3 separate regions of the Mus musculus genome follow, and all the other regions are linked to region 1. The links are chromatin contacts, called in public HiChIP or PLAC-seq maps. All regions are on one chromosome and are shown on one strand. Each heading gives the region's core, a stretch centred on a gene start, on an enhancer-like site or on the middle of the called end of the contact. The rest is flanking DNA. Distances are from core to core; before and after follow the strand shown.

Evidence for each region. HiChIP or PLAC-seq counts read pairs in DNA pulled down with a chosen protein or histone mark.
Region 2: a contact with region 1 is called in an H3K27ac HiChIP or PLAC-seq map of microglia, with 4 times the contacts expected there. The contact joins two enhancer-like sites. A contact is called at or near these places in 2 of 484 Hi-C or Micro-C datasets (Th1 cells and bone marrow-derived macrophages) and 4 of 115 datasets of contacts at active chromatin or transcription factors (bone marrow-derived macrophages, double positive thymocytes, embryonic stem cells and 1 more).
Region 3: a contact with region 1 is called in an H3K27ac HiChIP or PLAC-seq map of microglia, with 4 times the contacts expected there. The contact joins two enhancer-like sites. A contact is called at or near these places in 4 of 484 Hi-C or Micro-C datasets (cerebral cortex, nephron progenitors and uterus) and 5 of 115 datasets of contacts at active chromatin or transcription factors (CD8 T cells, bone marrow-derived macrophages, embryonic stem cells and 2 more).

The regions. Positions count from the first base shown.
Region 1 is chr6:134,063,429-134,068,129 of GRCm38.p6, forward strand. All of the region lies in intron 1 of Etv6 (ets variant 6), which reads left to right. Among named protein-coding and RNA genes, the nearest start is that of Etv6, 30 kb to the left of the region's middle. Within about 2 kb of position 1,838, at least 89 of the 459 cell types and tissues checked have an H3K27ac peak or open chromatin away from gene starts, as enhancers often do. A contact at or near this core is called in bone marrow-derived macrophages and microglia, where this site is marked.
Region 2 is chr6:134,261,067-134,265,767 of GRCm38.p6, forward strand. It overlaps Etv6 (ets variant 6), which reads left to right. Exons shown (of 8, transcript NM_007961.4): 6 at 624-766; 7 at 1,953-2,053. Among named protein-coding and RNA genes, the nearest start is that of Gm17089, 15 kb to the left of the region's middle. Within about 2 kb of position 1,990, at least 88 of the 459 cell types and tissues checked have an H3K27ac peak or open chromatin away from gene starts, as enhancers often do. A contact at or near this core is called in bone marrow-derived macrophages and microglia, where this site is marked.
Region 3 is chr6:134,206,254-134,210,954 of GRCm38.p6, forward strand. The region is part of intron 2 of Etv6 (ets variant 6); the gene reads left to right. Among named protein-coding and RNA genes, the nearest start is that of Gm38908, 14 kb to the right of the region's middle. Within about 2 kb of position 2,253, at least 92 of the 459 cell types and tissues checked have an H3K27ac peak or open chromatin away from gene starts, as enhancers often do. A contact at or near this core is called in microglia, where this site is marked.

The DNA of each region.
Region 1 (4,701 bases), core at 588-3,087:
TTTTTTTCAAGTATCTTATTTCTACTCCTTCATGTGATCCTATTAGGTCAAGATCTCTTTTGGTTTTGTGCTTATAACTACAAAATTGGACATAAAACTGGTTATATATATATATATATATATATATATATATATATATATATATATAGAGAGAGAGAGAGTGTTGTTGTTGTTGTTGAAAGAATGAGCATGTCTAAAACAGTTTATGGGGACTGGTGTGGTGGCTAATTGGGTAAAGGGGCTTGCTGTGTAAGCCTCATGACCTGAGTTCAATCCCCAGAACCCATGCAAAGAAGGAGGAAACATTGCCCTCTGTCCCTCCCTCCAGATGCATACAATGGCACACATGCGTGCGCGCATACACACACACACACACACACACACACACACACACCCCAAATCAAATAAAATAGAACATGTTAAAAAAATTACAGATGCGTGCGGCTTTGGGGCTGGTGCTGTCTTGGGCTCCAGGACTCAGCCCAGATAGATGTTCATGAGGGTGGTGCCTGTTTGCAGCAAGGCCGGCTATAGTAGGGACTTTAGGCGTTTTTGTCTGCAGAGAGAACAGTGTGCAGTTTTAACATTCCTCTTGTGAATACAGATTCTTGAGTTGTCCATGAGAGGCCCTGATATGGTTCCCAGACCGACTTTCTGCTTCTTGTTAAGTGAATGGAAGGCCTTTCTTACCATTTGCTTCTCCCCACTACCAGCACACAGTGACTCCCGCCTGCTTTTGTAAGACAGGGAAACAGATCACAGATCAATTCTGGCTGTTGTCTCTGGAGAGGGAGAGGAAGATGTATGGGTCCGGCTTTGGGCTGGACCTTTCTCTGTTCTCCCCTCCTCTTTTCTCAGCACTTCTCCTTGCTCCCTCTTTCTGCCTTTAATTGTAAGTCCAAGTAGAACCAGAACTAAAACTCCTAGTTACTTCCTGTTCTGAGTAGTAGAACATATACATCTTTGGATACATAAATAAATAAATATATATGTACATATGGGCATTCATACAACCATACTGCCTTTGGCCTGTTATGACAGCCCTACACAGAGACCTGCACAGAGACTGTTTCTTTTCTTTTTTTTTAAAGATTTATTTATTATTATATGTAAGTACACTGTAGCTGTCTTCAGACACACCAGAGGAGGGAGTCAGATCTTGTTACGGATGGTTGTGAGCCACCGTGTGGTTGCTGGGATTTGAACTCTGGACCTTCGGAAGAGCAGTCGGGTGCTCTTACCCACTGAGCCATCTCACCAGCCCGAGACTGTTTCTTTAGCAAGATATATGGCGGTTATTCTAAATCCTTCTTGTTTTGTGGACCAGAATGTAGCCAAAGAACATGGGCTGTGGAAAGTGGCCCCAGTGATGCAGATGAGTTGGACAGACACTCAAGGAATTCCTGTGATATGCTAGGTATTGCAATTGCCAATGTCACTGTGACAAATACTTGACACAAACAACTTGAGGGAAGAAACGTTTGTTAGGGCCTGGGGTTTCAGAAGTGTCATGGTTGGAACTGTGTGACAGGGCAGAGCAGTTTGGATTGCTGTAGCTGGGAACCAGAGAGCAGGAATGTGGGGCTGGGGCTCACAGCCTATGGGATGTTGCTGCCTGAATCCAGGATGGGTTTTCCCTTCAATCTGATGCTCCCTAGAGACACAACCTCACGGGTGCACCTGACGGGGTGCTTAGACGTCTTCCAGGTGCTTCTGAGCACTGCCAGTTTGACAATCAAGATTAACCCTGGCACAAGGGGAAGTGAAGGGCCTCTGGTTTAAGAGGCTGGCTGTGGAACATGGCCAAGGTAGTGCCATTGGCCCTCAGAGAACTCATTTAACGTCATGAAACTTCTCCTTTCATCGAACTTCCTGTTTCCTAACTGCAAAATGAGGATGGTAGGCACCATCGTAGGCCAAGAACTTCCACCAAATTCTATCTGGCAGACATCTGTATATTTCAGGGCAGTTGCTTCCGCCCTGCCTGACCTCCTCTGGTGAGGAGGTGCCCCCTCCTCTGGTTTCTGCTGTGGTGTTTTCCCTCCGTTTTTTCAGGCCTCATTTACCTATGCCAGGATCTATGCCAGGTGCACCATGTACTTGCTGTTTAATTAACCAACAAGGACTTTGAATGGCCAAGTACCGTACCTGTCACATTGTTATTACAAGGACTCGATCAAGGAGACAAATGTAAAAGGGAGGGTGTTTCGAGGTCCTTTGAGGATATCCTGGCATACCCAATTCCAATTTTAATGTCAGTGTGATGACTTTTGGTCATGGCTACTGATCTACTGCCCCAGGTAATAAAATCTATTGAGGGCAGGGAAGATGTACATGCGTTTAATCTGGAGCTCAGAACGGTCAGGGCATGGTTTCATCGGTGACCAAAGCTCACAGGAGTTGTTTTACGCCTGTTTTCTACAGTTCACACGGCGGTACCTTCTTCCTCCTGGCTTTCTGTCCCCTTGTAGAGAGAATAGTTTCTGATTATCTTAGGATTTCTTTTTCTGTTCTGATTTTATCTCATTCATTTAAAGAGAATGATATGCATCGTTGTATTGGGGTTCTCTAGAGAAAGAGAGCCAGTAAATTTTATGCATGTATTCATTCATGTATCAATTAATTAATTAAGATGCATTAGCTCACATGACAGTGGAGGATGAGGGGGTGTGTCCTGTGATCTTCTGCTGTCCTCAGGCAGGCGCCCCAGGAAAGCCAGTTGTCACAGTTAAGTCACAGTCTGAAGGCCTGGTTCCTCAGGTTGCTGGGGACTAGCAGATGAGAGGAGCTATCCATCCCGACTCACACTGTGGAGTAGGAGGGCAAAGGCCAGAACTCACGGATTCTTCCTTCCTTTTTCTGCTTTGTGTTTCCCCAGCCTCGAGGGACTGGTTCATGCTGTCCTCACGAGGAAGGGCCTCACCCCTGAGTCCACAGCTTCAGATGGCTGAGATTACCAGGAAATAGCCTCAGAGAAGAATGCTGAGATAATAGGAACCTCGTGATCCAGGAAAGAGTATATGCAGAATTAACACAGGTATTAATGACACCTGAATGGAAAGTAATGTTCTGGCCTTCTGTGAGTGGATGAGTGTGTGTGTGTGTGTGTGTGTGTGTGTGTGTGTGGGGTGTGTATGTGTATACGCACATGTGCACGTGCACACACACACAGGAGTAAGAACTTTAAAACAATCAGAATGTGTAGGAAGGAAAGATCTAACTTGATCATCAGTTTTTCCTTACCCAGGTCTTCGACTCTCTTGAAATAAAGGGTAGATCGTTGTGTGTAGGCTTCTTGTTTGTGTAAGTTAGAGTACTTTATGAATGAGTGAAGGGTTGAATAAAGGACATGACTGACTTCTTCCCACAGACTCTTTTTCTACGTAGGTCCCCTACACCAGGAGACACTCACTCCTCTTTCGGACAGACTTGCTACCAAGTTCACACATAGCATGTTAAATGGCTTTAATGCTTCTCATGTCTATAAATAGGTGCTTTTAAAAATGGGGCCACTGTGGGACCTGACCATTCTTGTCACTCTCCTTTCTCTTCCCGTAGGGAAATGGCACATTTATAAAGAGTATGTGAGATCTGATGCTTTGTGTCTTTCACAGGCCGCCTATCAGAGCGAGAGTGACAAGGCAGCTCTTAGGTGCAGACTTGCTTGTGGTATTGGGCGTTTTTTTTGTTGTTTTGTTTTTTGTCAGCTTGACACAAGCCAGTGTCATTTCACAAGAGAGAACCTCAATTAAGAAAGTGTTCTCATTAGATTGTCCTCTAGGCAGGCCTGTGGGGCATTTCCCTGATTGATGTAGAAGAACCTAGCATCCTGGGAGTGGTACCATGGCTAGACACATGGTCCTGGGGTGTTGAAGCAGTCCTTCTCCATGGCCTTTGTTTAGTTTCTGCTCCAGATTCTTGCCCACTTGAGCCAAGTTCTGTTTCGAGTTCCTGCCTTGGTGTCTCTGAATGATGTGCCTAAGTGACTGATTGTAACCTGCAAACCAGATAAACCCCTTGTCTTCAAGTTGGTCAATGTTTTATCACAGCAGTAGGAAGCAAACTAAGGCTCCAACGAGCAGCTCACAGTCCTGCTGGCCTCTATCATTCTGACATGAATGTCAGCACACACCTCCTCACGGTGGTACTCTTCCGCATGTTCTTTGACATTCGTGCAATGCTATTAGCCTGGCTGGGAGTCGAGCCTCGCTGTGCCCTTGGTTAAGCCATTTCCCGGTGTCTTAGACTTTATTTGTAAAGTTGAGAGATGAGCCTCCCAGTTCTCTGGCTGTAAGGGCATTTTGACCTCTGAAAGGATGTGGGTGAAGTTTTAATCTTTCATACCTTCCTTCAAAGGAACATCCAGGTCATGTCAGTTATGACTCAGAATACCCTGCGGCGCTCTGGTTCTTGTAGAAATAAAGAACTTATACTTTAAGAGGCAGCCCATCAACTTAATTCAAACTTAGGAACAATAAACTAAAAGCCAATGTAACATATAATTTACCACTATTGTGTTTTTGTTTATGTTTCCCTCTGAGAGGGGGGTCTCATGTAGCCCAGGCTGGCCTTGAGTGTAGCTGAGGATGACGCTGACCTTCCGAATCTCTTACCACTACTGCCTGAGTGCTGGAATTAGAGGTGTTTACCTGCACGGCTAGTTTATGTAGTATTATGGCTCAAATCAGGGCATTGTGAATT
Region 2 (4,701 bases), core at 740-3,239, 200 kb after region 1:
GCGGTGGATACAGGCGGGTCTTTAGAACTTGCTGGCCTGCCAGCCTAGCAGGAGTGGTGAACTACAGGTTCAATGAGAGGCCCTGTCTCAAGACAATAAGGCAGACAGAGCATGATACCAGTGTCTCCTCTAGCGTCTCAGTGTATATGGATATGCCCACACACACTCACACAGAGAAATTCCAAAACTAGTAAGATGGAAAATGATGTATGAAGACACTTAATGTCAACCTCTGGCCTCCAGAAACACAGAGAGAGAGAGATATTCTCTTTCTACCATTTATCCATCTACCCTCTCTGTAGCCTGTTATCAAAGCCTATTTATTCATTTGCAGGTACAGCTTGGGTGGTACAACTTCAAGTTCTGTCGTGACTTTGAACAAGTCTGTTCCTCCTTGGTCCTCATATAAAGGTGGTAGCCTTGGTCAACACCGAGTCTCCCTGGGTCAAAGGGTCAAAGGTCGGCAGGAGCTCCCCGGCTCTCTCAGGACCCATTTCACCTGTGAAATAAGGAAATAAGACAGTCAACTCCAGGCCCAAGCTGTGGTTCCACACCCCTTTTCTAAATCTTGTGACTGCCTCCACAAAAACACTCTCAACAGCACTCTCCTCTCTCCTCTGTAGACTGTAGACTGCTTTGGGATTATGTCTATCAGTTGCTGTCTGACAGCCGGTACGAAAACTTCATCCGATGGGAGGACAAAGAATCCAAAATATTCCGGATAGTGGATCCCAACGGACTGGCTCGACTCTGGGGAAACCATAAGGTAAAAGGGCCAAATATTTGTTGGGGAAGCTGTTGCCAGAACACAGGCTTCATCCTTGAATTGGAGGGTGATTGTCTTGCTGCCTCCAAAGCCTGCCCATGATTCTTTGGTTTCTCCTCACTGGGCACACAATTAGGTAGCTATGAAGGAAGGAAATAATTAAAGATCCCTGTTTTTCCATGTGTTACCTCTGTCCGGGGCCCATTAACTCAGCAGAACTCAGTTCAGTAGACTTATAAATGTTCCCCCTCCTGACCACGCCCCTTGACCTGGATCTGCCACCCCTGTTGTCCTTCAGTACTGAGGAACAGAGAAGTAGTGAGAGCTGTATGACTCACGGGGGACCTTTGGGAAGTGTTACTTCTGTCCCCACCAGTTGGAAAGCCCCCTTTTCACAAAAGTCCATTTCTGCATGGAAAATATGTTCTGATTATAAAACACCCCCTTTGCAAGCAAAAGCTGCAAGAAGCCTGCCCCCACAGTTTTCCAAAGGAGGAAGTGGAAGTGGAATTCAAAACATAGTCCTTTATAGTAAGGAAGGCGGTTCAAATGTACAGATATAAAAGAGATAATCATGGTCCAGGCCAGTTGACACATAAGGAGATTAGACCACGCTGAGGACACCGAGGAGACACAGCCGAGCCTCAGGCCTCCTAAGAAGGCAGCCAGAGCTCTTTCCCAATTGAGAAAGTCCAGTCAAAGGACACAAACAGATAGGTCAAGGCCCCCTAAACAGATGTTTGGGTACCTGAGTCACTGAGGGACCTTCTGTGCACTGCCCATCAATAGCAATGACAGTAAGTGTATAATCTTCATTGCACCCCAAAACGAAACTTGATGTGAACCAGACATGAAGGCCTCCCACCTAATATAGAAGAAGCCCAGAGCAGTCTGCAGAGAAGGAATGAGGTCAGTTGCCATAGTATGGGCTAGGTTAGTGAGTACTTCTAGCCCTGACAAGCCAGTTCAGTTTTAGGAGGAGACCTTGGCCACAGTGGCTGTGAGGGTAGATAGCAGAAGGCGGCAGACCAGCAAATAGGTAGCATTCCCAGGCTGGTGAGGCCATGTGGAGCGACTCAACAGCCTTTATTTTAATAGCTGCCTGGTGCCTTTTCTGAAGTTCATTTCATTGTGTATTTGTGCTTTTTTTTTCCTCTCTCTCTCCCTTCCTCCTTTGAACAAACAGAACAGAACAAACATGACCTATGAGAAAATGTCCAGAGCCCTGCGCCACTACTACAAACTAAACATTATCAGGAAGGAGCCCGGACAAAGGCTTTTGTTCAGGTAGCACTTCCTCTTTTCCCTTTCCTTCTTTTGGGAGGACATTATTTTCTTTACAGAAGAGGGAGGAGCTCTGACATGCCAATCTGAGGCCCAGAGCCATGACTGCAATTGGATTGGAAAGTTGGTTGGAAACCGGGTGCTGGCTTGTTAGGATTTAAGGGGGAAAGATGACTCCTTTCACTGAAGTCTGTCCTGTATGAAAGCCAAAGCTAAATGCGATCTGACTCATCTTTAAAATAACACAGTGGTCAAACAGCATTATCTGACATTGGTGTCCGATGGAGTTAAACGGAGCAATCAGAATAACTATTGTCAATAGCACAATGAAGGATTAAGCTTTGGACTTCCAGGTCACCAAACCTGGAAGCTGCTTTGTCAAGCTTCAGGTCATGACCCACAGTGAGTCACTCACTGTGTGGGTGTACTTGGTCAACAACAGCCACTTTCTTAGTGAAATAAAGAATGCAGTATCACAGAGTTGGACACACCAAATTATAGCTCATCAAAGAGTGACCATTAATTCATAAAAATTTTGTTTGGCTTGTGTGTAGACGTGTGTGTGCACATGTGTTTGGAGGCCAGAGGTCAACCTGTGATGTCACTTCTCAGGCCCTATCCACCTTGTTTTTTGAGATTAGGTCTCACTGGCTTAGGGCTGACTAAGAAGCTGGGGGGGGGGTGGTCTGCCTGTCCCCACCTCCCAGCAACTGGGATGACTAAGCATATGCCACTCTGTTCCCTTCTGTGGGGGTGGGAACTGAACTCTCACGTGGTAAGCACTTTACCGACTGAGCCCCGCAGATTGTATGTCTTACAAACACACCACCGTTAGAAAAGTATGACGGCCACTGCGGTCGGGAGCTCTCCCTCCCTCCTGCCAGATTCTCCATAGCTAATGGTTCTGGCTGTTTCAGCTACCATGGAGATTGTGATTTCCGGAAGTAGAGAAGAAGAAGGATCTAAAGGGATAATGAGGATGGCATAGGGGGAGCCCTCACTCACACCATTGGTCAATGAAGTGACAGGAGGAAGCCATATTGCAATTAAGACTTTAGGTTGTAGGTTTTGGCAAATTTAGAACAAAAAGCGCAACCTCTGGGTCTGGAGATGTGGATTTAGGATCATGTATGTGCAGGTCATGTATGTGCAGGTAGGGAAATGTCACTGTATATGAGGAGCCGTGGTGCACTCGACGGTAGTGCTCATGAGGAGAGCACAGAAGCCACACATTAGCACTGAGGTAGAGTGGTAATGGAGGACCAACGTTGGTCACGTTGCTCTTCAAAAGGAACAGAGAATGCATGAAGACATGTCAGTGGAATAAATAAATACAGAAGAGCCCTCCTTGCCTCCGGCAAGGATGAGGTTGACACCTTCATCCTTTAACCCCAAACCTTTAGCTCCCTGTTCTTTGACCCTAGATGAGCGGATCCCACCACCCTCGATCTCATTTTTCACCTCAGTCTTTGGTCTTAAATCTGACCATGAAACCCTTCATGGGATTTCAAAAGTATGTATAATATGCCTGCTAAAATACCACATTAGTGCTCCAGATATGATTCCTGCAAGGCAGGCCTTCATGGCTGAGAAATTCTTCCCAGAAATCTCAGCTCTCATCAGTTGACGCCATTGTCCAAAGTAATGGAGGGTGGACTCATATTTGATTCTTTCTATATCCAAGTCAGTTACTGGGATGCACCATCTGCTGTCTCGGCATCACTCTCCCTGTCTAGTTCTGTGTTGAAGGCCTGACGCCTGGCAGCTGCATTTCCCAGGGTTCGTAACCAGCCTGTCTGGGGTTGAAGTCTGTGGCAAGCACATTCATGGAATGTGTATGACGGACATGAATATTCCTTACCTTCTCACATTCACACACCCTCAAGGCCACCTCAAGTTGCCTGCCCTTTATGAGGCCCTCCTCAGCTGCTCGCTCCCAGGTAGGCACCCTCTCCCACCATCTCCTGTGTACCCTCTGTCCTCAAACACACCATAATTTTCATTTTTAGTAGTCTGTGTGGAGCAGGAGAGACCACTTCCCAGCAGCAGCTACATGATGGCCCACAAACCATCTGTATCTCCAGTGCCAGGGAATCTGACGCCCTCTTCTGGCCTCTTCATGCTCCTGCATGCACACGGTGCACATAAACTCTTGAGAGACATATGCATAAGCCAAAATAAGTCTTTAAGATATCTTCAGTAATCGTGACTAGTATAGTTTAATAATATGTGTGAAGTCTTCCTCGCCACAATTCAATCATAAGTTCCTAGAAGGTAGAGGCCTCTGATTTATTTCATTTTGTATATACTTTAGGGAGGACCTCAGTAAACATTTCATGACCAACTGGTGTGGTATGGAGTTTTAAGCTTACCAAGGCGAAGTGGTATGAAGGAAGGGTCAGTTTGGGCCTCAGGGGAGCTTTAGCAACTTCAGATGTTGAGGAAGACGTTTTACCGAGAAGATAGCAGTAGAACACAGAGAGAAGCAGCTGTGACGTGGAGCTGAGCAGCCATGAGCAGAAAGGAATGTCACCCCACTGCCACATCACCCATTGTGAGGGAAGACAAGGCATTTGCAACCAGATGTCCCACCTGCACATACAATGGTCGGGACATGTCACTGTGGCTCTTCCACGTAACACACAGTGATC
Region 3 (4,701 bases), core at 1,003-3,502, 140 kb after region 1:
CAGACAAGGCTCTTCTTAATAATGGCCACTGTGTCTCAAGTTCTCAATCCATGCCAGGTTCTGTTGTGCTCTGAGAGCTTTATACATATCCCATGGCTCCCTGATGAAGGTCAGTTACTGTCCCAATTTTATCATTGAGGGAACTGAGGCCCACGTGAGCGTGTACCTTGCCAAAGGTCATGCAGCTCGCTAGCAGGTTGAGGAGCCAAGATTTAAGCCCCAGAACACCTGGCTCAGGACCTCACTCCTGACCAATGTGCTACCCTGCCTCCTTTGTATGGGATAATTTCTCATTCATTCAGAAATATTTGTTGAGTCTCTGAAGTGAGTCAGAAACTGCTTGAGGCATTGGAGGTGTAGCGGGGAGGAAAGCAGAGGCTGCCTACATTCTGGCGAAGACTAATAAACAAGACAAGGCTCAGGAGATGGCTCAGTAGGCAAAGTACCTGCTGTACAGCATCCAAACATGAGGATCTGAGTTTATATCCCTAGCACCCATGACGGGGAAGGCATGAGAGAGAACATGAAGGCAGAGACAGATTCCCTAAGGTTCACCAGCCAGTCAGGCGCAGGAAAGACCTCGTCTCTAAATAAGGTGGAGAATGATAGTGACTGATGGAAAAACCTGATATCTAACTGACTCCACACACAGTGAATAACCAACCAAACAAGACAAGCAGTGGAACTGCTAGAAAGAGAAATTAATGGAATAATTAATGCAAGAAGAGAAGGAGAAGTCAGAGAATACAGGCTGGCTGTTTTGGATGGAAAGTTAAGAGCTTAAAGGAAGTGAGAGAGTCCCAAAGGAGTCGCCAGTACAAAGGCCCTGGGATAGGACTCTGTCTGGTGTGGGCATCAGTAGAACCAAAGCAGAGGGAGGCAGGCAGGAGGAGGCAGGCAGGAGGAGGGGTGGGGTCAGAGCATGTCAGGCTGCAATCATTTGGACGTGAACTCTGAGTGACATAGAGGAGCAGTACCTTTACACATGGGGCTTCTCTGCAGCTCTTCTGAGAACAGACTACAGGGGGACGTTGATGGAAGCTGGGAGACGAGTTTGGGTCTATGAGAGAGCCAACAGTGCCTGGGACGAGGATGGAAGGAAGCAACGGGAATGAAGGAAGCTGTTGGATCTGTATTCGGAATAAAGGCAGAGCCAACAGTATTTGCCAACAGACTGGAAAGGCACGTAGCAGAGAGTAGAAGGTTGCCTTAAAGCAAAGGGACCTTGGCCACTGACAGCATGGGCTTGGCCTTCTCTGAGACTGGGCCACGGGTGACGGTGAGTGCTTGTCTAGACGTACATTCAAGATAGATGATGTTCAATGAACTGTAGTGACAGCACGGAGACATCACCTCCCACCCTACCCTTTCAAAACACACACACACATACACACACACACACACACACACACGCATGCACGCACGCATCTTGTGTAACAACTGTCATACTGCTTGGTTTCCCAAACTACCCGCGCCTGCCAAGCTGTCACCCTGTCCTTCCTTTCAGAGGCTACCCTGGCCCGGTTCTAATGCAGACTTGTAAGTGCCTCTCCACATCCCCCGTTTCCCAGCCAGACTGGCTATCATTCCCTTTGATACCCACCCCGCCCCCACCCCTAGCCCAAGGCACAGAGCACCATGTTAGACATTGGATGGATGGGCTGAGGAGCCAGTGAAGGGAACTGTGGGTAGATGGATGCTGTGCAGTTAGACCACACTGTGTTCAGCTGATGATGGTGGGAATTCCCCTGGACCGCTGCCAGGTGGGACGAACACTCAGCTGAACTGAAAGAAACAGCAGATGTCAGGAGTCTGAGCGCTAATCCTGCCCCGTGTTGCGAACACCACAGTCTAAGTCCCCTTCCCTGAATGCTGGTACCCCCCACCCAAGCCCAGCCCTGGCTCCTGGTTTGGTTCATCTCTGACAGTAGTAAGCATGTTCTCTTCCCCTTGTACATCCAGGTGTGTAGGGGGGAATTTTGATTTTAAAACCGGAAGACACATCGAATGCAATGACGTGCTGCAAGCCTGCTTTCCACAGGCCCCTGGGTCTGCCAAAAACGATCAGGCCTGATTATTTAGGAAGCTGCCTCAGCCAGGCATTACTAATTCGGATGCCTATTCGGGCAAATGAGCAATGTATCGCAAAGTGCTTTTGTCAGTGAATTGCAAGTGAAGGGGTGGGGTCAGGGGAGAGTGATAGAATGTTTGCCTTTTGCCTCATTTCCAGAAAGGACGGACATTTCTTCCTGGAAGCTGCACTTGGCAGCAGGCTTGGGGAATGGGAAAGATTTATTTCCTCTGCCAAAGCTCAATAATTCAGCTTGAGTATTTCAGATCGATACATTTCTTGCAAAGTTTCCAAGGACCGTGTTCTTTTTTTAAAAAGACATTTAAAAAAATTATCAGTAGGGCACAATTCTTCAGTGATAAGACTGGCGGATCAAGGGTGAGTCTGGTCTTCCAAAAAGACAGAAGCCTAATGAGAAAGGAGAGGTGAAGGGGGAGAGCAGGGTTGGGGCTAACAAGGCAGTAGGGTACCCGCAGGCCCTGCTGCTAATCGCCTCACTGGATTTGTGGGACCGCTTCAGAGAGCAGCTGCTGACAGAGAAGCTGGAGACTGAATCTCCTTATATCTGAGACTATGGCTTGTCACTGCTCCTGAGGAAGAGCCACTCACAGAGGTCCTCACCATCACTTAGGACTGCTGAGGTGTGCCACCCACAGCCCGCATGGGTCACATTCTTGTGAAATTTTCAGATGTCTACAGCTCTGGCATGGAAGGACAGTGACAGGATCTACAAGGCCCTTGTTGTTTTAGAAATTCCTTATGATGGGAGAGTCTATGTTCACTGAAACAGGTCCTTTGTAGTCCTGTGTCCTGGGTCTCCAGTGCTGTGTGCCTCGGAGTCTTGTGCTTGACACACATTGCGTCTGAGTCCTGTCTACTTCTCCTATCCCTGTTTCTCAGGATGGAGGTTCCTTTGCTCTGGGCCACACAGGTGTGACCTCAAACCCCTCAGATTAGCTATTATATTTCTTTTGCTTACTGTCAAAAAAATCCAGCAGTGGCCTACCAACAGGTGAAAGAAGCTTACCTTCTGTCTAGTAAGACTCCAGAGCTGTGCAGTCCTTTCACATAGAAAGTATTATGGGATAGTCTGGGATGTATGACAGCATAATTCTCTCAAGTTCCTATAAGAGCACAGCGATATGGTAGCAAGACAAAAACCCAGGGACAATACTTAAAACTCAGTAACAAGGAGTCTCCAAGACGGTGGATAAACCTGGGGACAAGAAAAACCCAAAATAACCAAGAAGTTGTCACCAATCCTATAAGTGGCCTCTGAGACTCAGCAAGATGCAGGATTCCCTGGTGCCTGCTAACTCTGTGGCTGGCTACCACCTTCTTCCACAGTAGCAGAGGAGTGACTTGGGAAAGAACTCCCCAAGGAACAGAGAGCCAAGTGGTTTCAGAATGCTAGCTGCCATCTTTGAATAGAAGAGTAGCTAGGTAAAGTTGAAAGTAAGTCAGTTCCTAAAAACCCAGAAAGATTAACTTGGGTTTTAAAGGAGAAAAAAAAGAGAGAGAACGGTAGAAAAGTGAGACTCAAACACACTTTATAAGACAGAGGAAAATGAGAAGCAGGATAATAGCTCTTCATAAGACAACAGGCGTTCCAGAGCATCTTAAACAGTTCACAGCAGCCGTCTCCTTCCATGTGAGCACAAACATTATGAAAGTAGTACAACATGGGAGGGGGAAGCAGGGATAGTGCTAAGTCAGAGGTAGGACATGAGCTGGTAAGAGCACACAAGAATGGATACTGAAGACCAGGTTTTGAAGAGTAGTGGAAAATGCAAATAAGGTAAAATAAGAAGGAAACAACAAAAAATAACTCAAGAGAAAGTGACAAATATTGAATAAAGACAAAGACATTTCATCATGTGGGTAAAAAAGATCCCGTGCAAAGAAACTCAAAAGCAAGCCCAGTCCTGCAGAACACTTGAGTCTGGACGTGGCCACACCTCCTGTCCTCTGTTCCCTTATAAGGATACTTGACACTGGACACTGGAGTCGTGGTCCCTGAAGAACCCTCGTGACCTCGTCTCAAGATCCTTAAGTTATGTCTGCAAACATGTTTCTCATAAAAGTTCCCATGCACAGGCTCCAGGGGTCACCGTGTGAGGGTATCTTTGGGGACCGTTCAGTTGTTGATAGCGTCCACGCTAGTAGGTCACAGAAACGGTGGAAGTGGACTTTGCATTTTATTTTCTAAGTTGACTGGTGGTAGTTCCTAGTGTTCCCTACCAAGTCAGCCATACTTGTTAAGAAGTAAGAGTGGACGGTGGGCTTTGATAAACAGCTGCCTGGTGAGAGACCTCACCAGAGCAGAGGCCACAAGAAAGGGCTTTAACTCCAGGCTCCAAAGACAGGGATCTCCTTTCAGAACTCACAGTATTCTTAGCTATAAAATAGGCATGGCAGATCGTGCCTGTAATTTCAGGCCTTGGGAGGTAGAAGCAGGAGGGCCAGGAATTCAGGGTCATCCTTACCCGTAGTGAGCTCAAGGCCAGCCAAGAGAGGAATGACAAACTCCATGTGACAGTAGGCAGACAGTGAATTCAGGTGTCTTTCTTTTTGGTGTCCCCTGCCTTTCTGCCACCTAGCCGCACAAAGTATACCCTGCCCTCTGGCCA